Linked DNA regions of Sus scrofa: region 2 is linked to region 1. Evidence: chromatin contacts called from public promoter capture Hi-C data. All regions are on one chromosome and are shown on one strand. Each heading gives the region's core, a stretch centred on a gene start, on an enhancer-like site or on the middle of the called end of the contact. The rest is flanking DNA. Distances are from core to core; before and after follow the strand shown. Region 1 holds the start of TMEM230 (transmembrane protein 230). Region 2 holds the start of TRMT6 (tRNA (adenine(58)-N(1))-methyltransferase non-catalytic subunit TRM6).

Evidence for each region. Promoter capture Hi-C pulls out the DNA fragments that hold promoters and counts their contacts.
Region 2: a contact with region 1 is called in a promoter capture Hi-C map of fetal liver, with 3 times the contacts expected there. The contact joins the promoter of TRMT6 here to the promoter of TMEM230 in region 1. A contact is called at or near these places in 1 of 5 promoter capture datasets (fetal liver) and 1 of 47 Hi-C or Micro-C datasets (liver).

Annotation. Positions count from the first base shown.
Region 1 is chr17:14,134,396-14,138,362 of Sscrofa11.1, forward strand. TMEM230 (transmembrane protein 230) reads right to left here and starts at 1,962. Exons shown (of 4, transcript NM_001244345.1): 1 at 1,896-1,962. PCNA (proliferating cell nuclear antigen) reads right to left here. Exons shown (of 6, transcript NM_001291925.1): 5 at 3,844-3,967; 6 at 3,351-3,756. The coding sequence ends at 3,677.
Region 2 is chr17:14,788,253-14,792,219 of Sscrofa11.1, forward strand. It overlaps TRMT6 (tRNA (adenine(58)-N(1))-methyltransferase non-catalytic subunit TRM6), which reads right to left and starts at 2,066. Exons shown (of 9, transcript XR_002339863.1): 1 at 1,756-2,066. MCM8 (DNA helicase MCM8) reads left to right here and starts at 2,146. Exons shown (of 17, transcript XR_002339862.1): 1 at 2,146-2,329.

The sequences.
Region 1 (3,967 bases), core at 712-3,211:
TACTTCTACAGCTTCATTAAAAAAAAATAAACAAACCAAAAAACAAACAAACAAAAAACCCTGAATAAATATCTGGATTTTGTTCAAAGCTGACCATAGTAATGAAATCATGATTACTATGTCACCAGTTTAAAAAATAAGACTAGGGAGTTCCCGTTGGGGCTCAGCAGATTATGAACCTGACTGGTATCCATGAAGGCAGGGTTCAATCCCTGACCTCTCTCAGTAGGTTAAGGATCTGGCATTGCTGTGAGCTGTGGTATAGGCCAGCAGGAGTAGCTCCAATTTGACCCCTAGCCTGGAAACTTCCATAGGTTACAGGTACAGCCCTGAAAAGCAAATAAAAAAAAATAAAAGACTAAAAAACACTGACATTTACCTTGAAAAACATTTGGGAGTTCTCTTGTAGTGCAGTGGGTTGTCACTGCAGTGGCTTGGGTCGATGCTGTGGCCCAGGAACTTCCAAATGCTGAAGGAGAGTCCAAAAAAAGAAAAAAAAGAAAAAAGGTAGTTTCCATTGTAGCTCAGTGGGATAAGAACCCAACACAGTGTCTGTGAGGATGCAGGTTCGATCCCTGGCCTCAATCAATGGGTTAAGGATCTGGCATTGCCACAGGCTTCGGCATAGGTTGCAGATACGGCTCTAATCCCTTGTAGGCCGGCAGCTGCAACTCCAATTCGATCCTTAGCCTGGGAACTTCCATATGCTGCAGGTGTGGCCCTAAAAAGAAAAACACATTTGTGTACTTTTCCTCTACAAAAATCACAATGTTAATGAAACAAGTAAATCTACTTTGATCATGAAGCTATTTGATTTCTAAAAGTGAAACATATCTTTAAAAAAGAAAACTATTTCAAAAAGGGCAACACTTAAAAAAAAAAAAAAAACCCATAAAACATAAAAGACCACCCTTCCTTTGGTATGACATATTGCAAACAATCGTCATTATAATAGCAGCTAACAACTACCTGGTGTTAGCTTGACAGGTGCTTTTTTAAGTGCCTTATATATACTTAATACCGGATATTAATGAGCTGGGATTTTTTTATTTTATGTTTTTTAATGAGCTGTTTTAAGTGACCTGCAGTCAACCTAAACTAGCATTATAAAGGAATTGGTGCTAAATGCTCACGTTCCTTTTTAATAATTACATGCTGTCGAAGAAATCAAGTATTGAAAAAGAAAGTATGCTAACCTATTGGCTTTTCTAAAACGGCTGGATCAAACTGCGTCAATCACTAGGTTTTTAAATGTTGAGAACCCAATTACAAGATGATCTAAATTTAATTCCATAAAACTTAAAAGTCCAGACTACCAGTATGTGGGGGTTTTGAGGGCATTTATCACGTTTGATTTGTATTAGTGTTTAAAAAAAGAAATTCACATACACTTCCATTAACTATTCATACACCTCATCAAAACATAAAGAAATGCAGGACGTGAAGGACAGGGGAGACGAATTCTCATTGGTGGCAAAGAAGCGAAAGGCAAACGTAAATAAATCAACGTTTTCCAAGTACTAGGTCAAGTTCCCAGCAAGCTTTTTTTACCAGTCCCACCGCAAGCCCAACACTTCCTCAGCACTTGAATGTAGTAGCAAGAAATGTTAAGAGCAACAGCAAAGCACTCAACACAGTGCCTGCTCGCCTCCACACACGCTACTTCCCTGCCCGCCCAGACCGAGCCAGCAAGAGACAGAACCGAGGCGAATTTAGACGGAAAACAAAAACCGGTTTTTGGAAAGAAGCCAGCCCTGCCTCAGGCGGGCGAACGCTCCACAGCAAGGACTCAGGGCTGGATGTCAGCGGGGAGCGCAGTCTCCACCACGCCGCGAGCCTCAAGCGGGCACTTCCGCTCCCTGCCAGCCGTACGCACGCCTTACCGCAGGCCTTACCGGAGCCCCGCGCCAAAAGCTCGCTCACGGTTGGCAGAAAGCGCGCCCGAAGCCTCATGGCACACTTCCCCCAACTGCCGCCCCGCCTCCGACAAGCGGGGCGCCGGAAACGGCATACGGGAAGTTGGCGTGCCAGGCGTGGCGTCACCAGGAGCGACGCCGTCTCGTTCCGGCTTCCGGCCTACGGTCGAGTGATTGGCCCGCAGAAAGCAACGAGTTGCGGAGGTGGAGCGCGCCACGTTGGGTTTCAGGAGGCGCCGCAACCTGAGCTGGCTGCTGACTACCTCCACCCGGTGGGAACCTAGGCAGTCGGGCCGCCTGGGTCACAGTCAGGCCCAGGGCTAGCCGACTACGTGTTTCTTTCGCGCCCCTCTGGCGCCGTCAGTGTCGCCCTCGGGAGGCGGAAGCCTAGCCGGCAAAGGTGCCAAAAGCCCGGAACTGTCAGCACACCGTTAAGCCCAGGGCTGGCCGCCTTCCCCCTGGGGCCGTTTCTGCCCTTCTATACCGCACCCCACTTCTTGTGTTTCTCTCTCCTCCAGGCCTTACTTGGGTAAGAGGCCAGCCCATGGGGGACATTGGCAACACATCGTTTTTTAAAATGTCAAGGTTTATTAAAGTATAACTTACATATAATAAAGTACAATTGGATTAGTTTTGACAAATGCATATAGTTTTGGAACTATCACCATAGTGCAGATAAAAATATTTCCATCACTCCAAAAACATTTATCTGGGCCCTTTGCAGCCAATCTCCTTCCCTATGCCCCAGACAAACTGCAGAGGGCACAGGAAGTTTGAGGATCCAGAAACTAGAACTCAGCGCAGATATAACAAAAACCAGTCATATAATACGCCAAACCACAAAATACACTAGAAAAAGAACAATAAAGCAATTCTCATTATGCAGCATGCCAATTTGTGACCTTGTAGCACAATTACTGCCAGGCCTTCTCACTTTCTTGGTTGAATTCAACACCTATGGAATTTAAGCCATCTTCATCCTTTAAAAGGAGTTAAGTCCTCCAAAAGGAGGCTTACACTAGAGAAATTATTTTTGCACAAACACACTCCTTGGGCCCTATCACACATCTACAAAAACTTCCAATACTCCTGTACAAGGCGCCCTAGGCTAAAGAAACACACTGCTCTATAACAATGCTAGTCTTACAAAGCCCATAGAACTTTTTAGGTACATTAAGCTTCTGTAAAGTGTTAGTAACAAAAATGACAACAAAATATATAAGATTTGTTCTACTCTCCCCTTTGCACTTCTTGAGCTCAAGTCAAAATACCAAAATAAGATTGGCAAGTGTTTTGTCACCTACTGTATTTTAAATACTTTCTATTGCTATATCTAATTCATAACAAGCTGACTGGAAAAAAAAAAAAAAAAAACACATTTACATGAAAAAGTTGCTTGAATTGTGACTTCCCTAGGATACTTGCAACCATTGTGGTCCAAATGAAGGCACTGTCCTGGGATGCTTGAAATTCAAATGACTTTTATTTAAAGTGAAAACAATACTTAAAACTGTATTTAGAGTCAAAACCCTTTTGTTTATAAAAATCATTAATGAGTATTTCTAGGCTAACAAGACCAGATTTGACTTTGGACTTAAATTGTAGAGAATGGAGGAAAAAAAAAAAACAGGTTATTTACAGAAAACAGTATCTACATATGTACTCAGAGGTACAAAGAAGAGACTTAATTAAGTATGTGCTGGCATCACCGAAGCAGTTCTCAAAGAGCTTAGTTTAATTTTCTTGGAATTTGAGAATGTCTAAGACCCTTCTTCATCTTCGATCTTGGGAGCCAAATAGTACTTTAAATGTCCCATATCAGCAATTTTATACTCTACAACTGAAAGAAAATAGGAACATAGTTAATTACTGAGAAGTACCACATACACTACCTACAAAACAAGACTCAACAAATACATTATCTTACCAAGGGGTACATCTGCAGACATACTGAGTGTGACTGTAGGAGAGAGTGGAGTGGCTTTTGTAAAGAAGTTCAGGTACCTCAGTGCAAAAGTTAGCTGAACTGGTTCATTCATCTCTATGGTAAC
Region 2 (3,967 bases), core at 816-3,315, 650 kb after region 1:
AACATCCACTGAGTGTCAATCAGAGGTTAGGTAGTATGTGCCAGGGGTTTCATACTTTCTGATTTAATTATCAATTCAGTAATCCTAGGACACAGCTCTTTCCAGATGATTAATACTGAAGCTCAGGGAAAAATGTCATGTCCAAGATTGAATTATATGGTGGCAACTGGGATTCAAGTCCTAGCCTGTCTGAATGCAGCCTCGTTCTTTCCATTATACCACACTGTCTACCCAGGAAATAAATGGATCTCCGGAAGCCATGCTTAGCTTCAGGACATGGCCCATGTAAACAGAACTCTGAATCCTGAAAGATGCGCACTGTGTAATTTTCTTTATGCCCCATCCCATACCTTCTCTTTCTTATGAAGCCAACCAGGACAGATGCAAAGACTGCCTTTCATGCTGAAGGCTTCCCAACATTCTAGACCCTTGGGTGCATCACCAGTCTCTACTGGTGGTTCTCTAAACTTTGTCACATCTCTTGTAAGTATATCTGTCATTTCTTCATTAAATCTCCTCATCTGAACCATCTCAGTGACTCTCCCCAAGTATTTGGGTAGGGTCAATTCTTGTTCTTTGCTGGGTCCTCAGTGATTAACATTTAATACTCAAAATATACACTGACATAAACCCCCTCAGAGAGGCTGAAACTCAGCTCAGCCCAGATGTGCATCTTCCCCCACCACATCCTTTGAGTACCCCAGGGCTAGCAGAGTGCCCCTGCGTCTGAGCTAGGCTGGGTTTATCCCTCTGGCAGCTGGTCTGGTAGGCAAAGCAGAGTGTGTCAGGCAAACTGTTTGGCCTAACAGGAGGTCACTGCCCTAGTCAGGAAAAGTGGACCCTGTGTGCTTTGCTGGGAAAAAGTGGTATTTGCAGAGTCTGCTCAGAGAGCCAGGATTGCTTCTGCACAACCAGATGAATGCAGCCTTGAGGAATAGTGAAGGGAGAATCTGGCCTGGGATGTAACTGAGCTCAAAGCTTAATTTTCTAAATAAAATGGAAACTAATGCCATGGCTGCTGCCAAGAAAACTGATGGAAATGTTTCAAAATGACTGTCTAAAGAATATGTTTCAGAAATAGAGATGTCTCCTTAGAAATAAAAAGCTCTTGTCTGAAAGAGCACACTATTGAGAAGTATACTCTAACAATCACATTTCACAATAAAGTAACTTAAAAGGACAATGCAAGAGAGAAACCGAAGTTTCACCTACAGTTACTATACAGCTGTGTAACTCTGAAATCATTCATCCAACTTATGACCTAAGGACTTTGCTGCATTGCTATATTTCAACTAAAAAGTTTAAATAATTAGTATTAGCACTTTTCAAAATTATGTACTTGGAAGCACATACACATTTCCAATCAGAAAATCTGAGAAGAAAAAAGTATTGGTTTCAAGAATACAAAATAAAGTAGTGATGGGGCGTTGGGTGGACTCTGGGAGACAAGGGTGAGATCAGAGGGTGAAGGGGTTCTGTGAGAAGATAGGAAAGAAGACCTCAAGAACCTAGGAAAAGAACTCCGGGACAGGGATGGTGAAAGAGGCAAGGCACCTAAAGCCAAGAATGGGAAAAGAACTCTGTGGAAAGATTAAGCGGGATGCTTAAGACAGGTGGGGTGAAACGGATCCCAGGGGCTGAGAACGGGGTCTTGGATGCAAATGCCTAGGTGCGAAGACCCGAGAGTAGTTAATGAGAGAGAGCGTCTCCTGAAGGTGGGGGCTGGGAAACCATAAGGCCAGAGACCTGACTTACTTTCTCCGCTGGACTTGCACTGCTTTAAACACATCTTCCCGTTTCAGCACCACGAAGTCGCCGTCGCGGATGCAGTGATCCCCGGGATGCAGTGGCTGTGGGCCCGGTTGCTCGTCAGAGCCCTCCATGACGCTCAGCCGATCTCTGAGCTCCGCGGCGTCTCTCTAGTTCCCTCTCCGCCCCTCGTCTAGGGTTGTCGCCGCCGGCGGCCTGGCCTCGCACAAACCGAGGGGACGCCGAGCCCAGAGATCTGCACCTCCCCCACGTGCTGCGCACCGCTTCCGCTTTCCGGTCAGAGCCTCAGGACAACTTCCGGGAGCCTCACAGCTTCCGTCTGGCCGATCTCCTTGATTGGCTGCCCTCCATCTCGCCCCTCCCGTCACGCCGCAGCTACGGGCGGAAGTTGCGTCACAGAAGCGCCAAAAAAGAACTTAGAAGACTGGAGTTAGGTTTCAGACCCTGTTGTGGCTGCCTGAAGTAGACCTATTCGGCGACCCACTGCAGCCTCAGTGGAGAAGCCGAGGTCCCCGAGCAGCTTTGACGTACAATCCTTGGCCCCTCCCGGGGACGTCAGGTAAGCTGAGGGCGAAGAGTCTGCGGGACTTAGGCAGAGTCATCTGAGGAGCTCGGACCGTGGAGTCTCCTCCGCTCCGCCGAGCTTCCCCCAGCTAGGAAGGGAGAGCCAACCCATCCACGAACTAAGAGAGCTCTGTGACCTGTCATCCTTTGCAAGTAAAAACTTAGTCTGAGAAGACTTAAATGAAGCGAGGTATTTGACCAAGCATAGCAGCTCGACGGGCGGGTCCTTGCCTCTTTCTCCAGTCCTACTCCTTAGTAGTTATTCCCACTGTATTACCTCCTTTGAGAAAGATAGGGGACATAGCGTTGTCGAAGGAGAGCTTCAGCCTGGGAATGTGGATAGGAAATTTGAGCTTCGTTCTGTCACCAGTTGATCAGTTAATTTTTTTTAATTTTATTTCATTTTTTATTACTCAAATGAATTTATCACATCTGTAGCTTATAATGATCATAACAGTCTGATTTCACAGGATTTCCATCGCACAGCCCAAGCACATAGTTAATTTTTTTTTTTTTTGCTTCAGTTTCTTGACGTACGATGTGGTCTACATGATTATCAAAGCCATGTTAGTGCCTTAAGATCGTGAACTTGTTTAGTTATTAACGTATTAATTAAATCTTTTTAAATAGAGCTGCGGGAGTTCCCATTGTGGCGCAGCGGAAACGAATCCGACTAGGAACCAAGAGGTTGAGGGTTCGATCCCCGGCCTCGCTCAGTGGTCAAGGATCCGCGTTGCCGTGAGCTGTGGTGTAGGTCACAGACGCGGCTCAGAACTGGCGTTGCTGTGGCGTAGGCTGGCAGCTACAGCTCCAATTAGACCTGTAGCCTGGGAACCTCCATATGCTGTGGATGCAGCTCTAAAAAAAAGGCAAAAGACAAAAATATAAAAATAAGTAAATAAATATAGATGCAGATACGCTGCCTGGTAATGAATTGCGTTAGAGTATGGGTATATTTTTATACATTTTAACCCTTGGGAATGAACTATTGAATTTATAGTTTATTATTGTTTATAGCTGATTAAAATATTATTTATAATGTTTATAAGGTATTAGTTTCAGGTAAACAACATAGTGACCTAATATTTTATGTATTATGTTCCATTCAAAGTTATTATAAGGAGTTCCCATCGTGGCGCAGTGGTTAACGAATCCGACTAGGAACCATGAGGTTGCGGGTTCGGTCCCTGCCCTTGCTCAGTGGGTTAACGATCTGGCGTTGCGATCTGGCGTTGCCGTGAGCTGTGGTGTAGGTTGCAGAAGCGGCTCGGATCCCGCGTTGCTGTGGCTCTGGCGTAGGCTGGCGGCCACAGCTCTGATTAGACCCCTAGCCTGGGAACCTCCATATGCCGCAGGAGCGGCCCAAGAAATAGCAAAAAGACAAAAAAAAAAAAAAAAACAAAGTTATTATAACATATTGGCCGTTTTTCCTGTAATGTACATTACATCCTGTTAACATCCTTTAACTTAGTTTATAACTGGCAGTTTATACCCCTTAATACTTTTTACCTATTTTGCCCCTCCCCTCACCCCTCTTCCCACTGAACCACTAGTTCTCTGTATCTGTGAGTCTGTTTCGTATGAGCAGAGTATTATTATTATATTGTAATATTAATATTATTATTCATTTTTT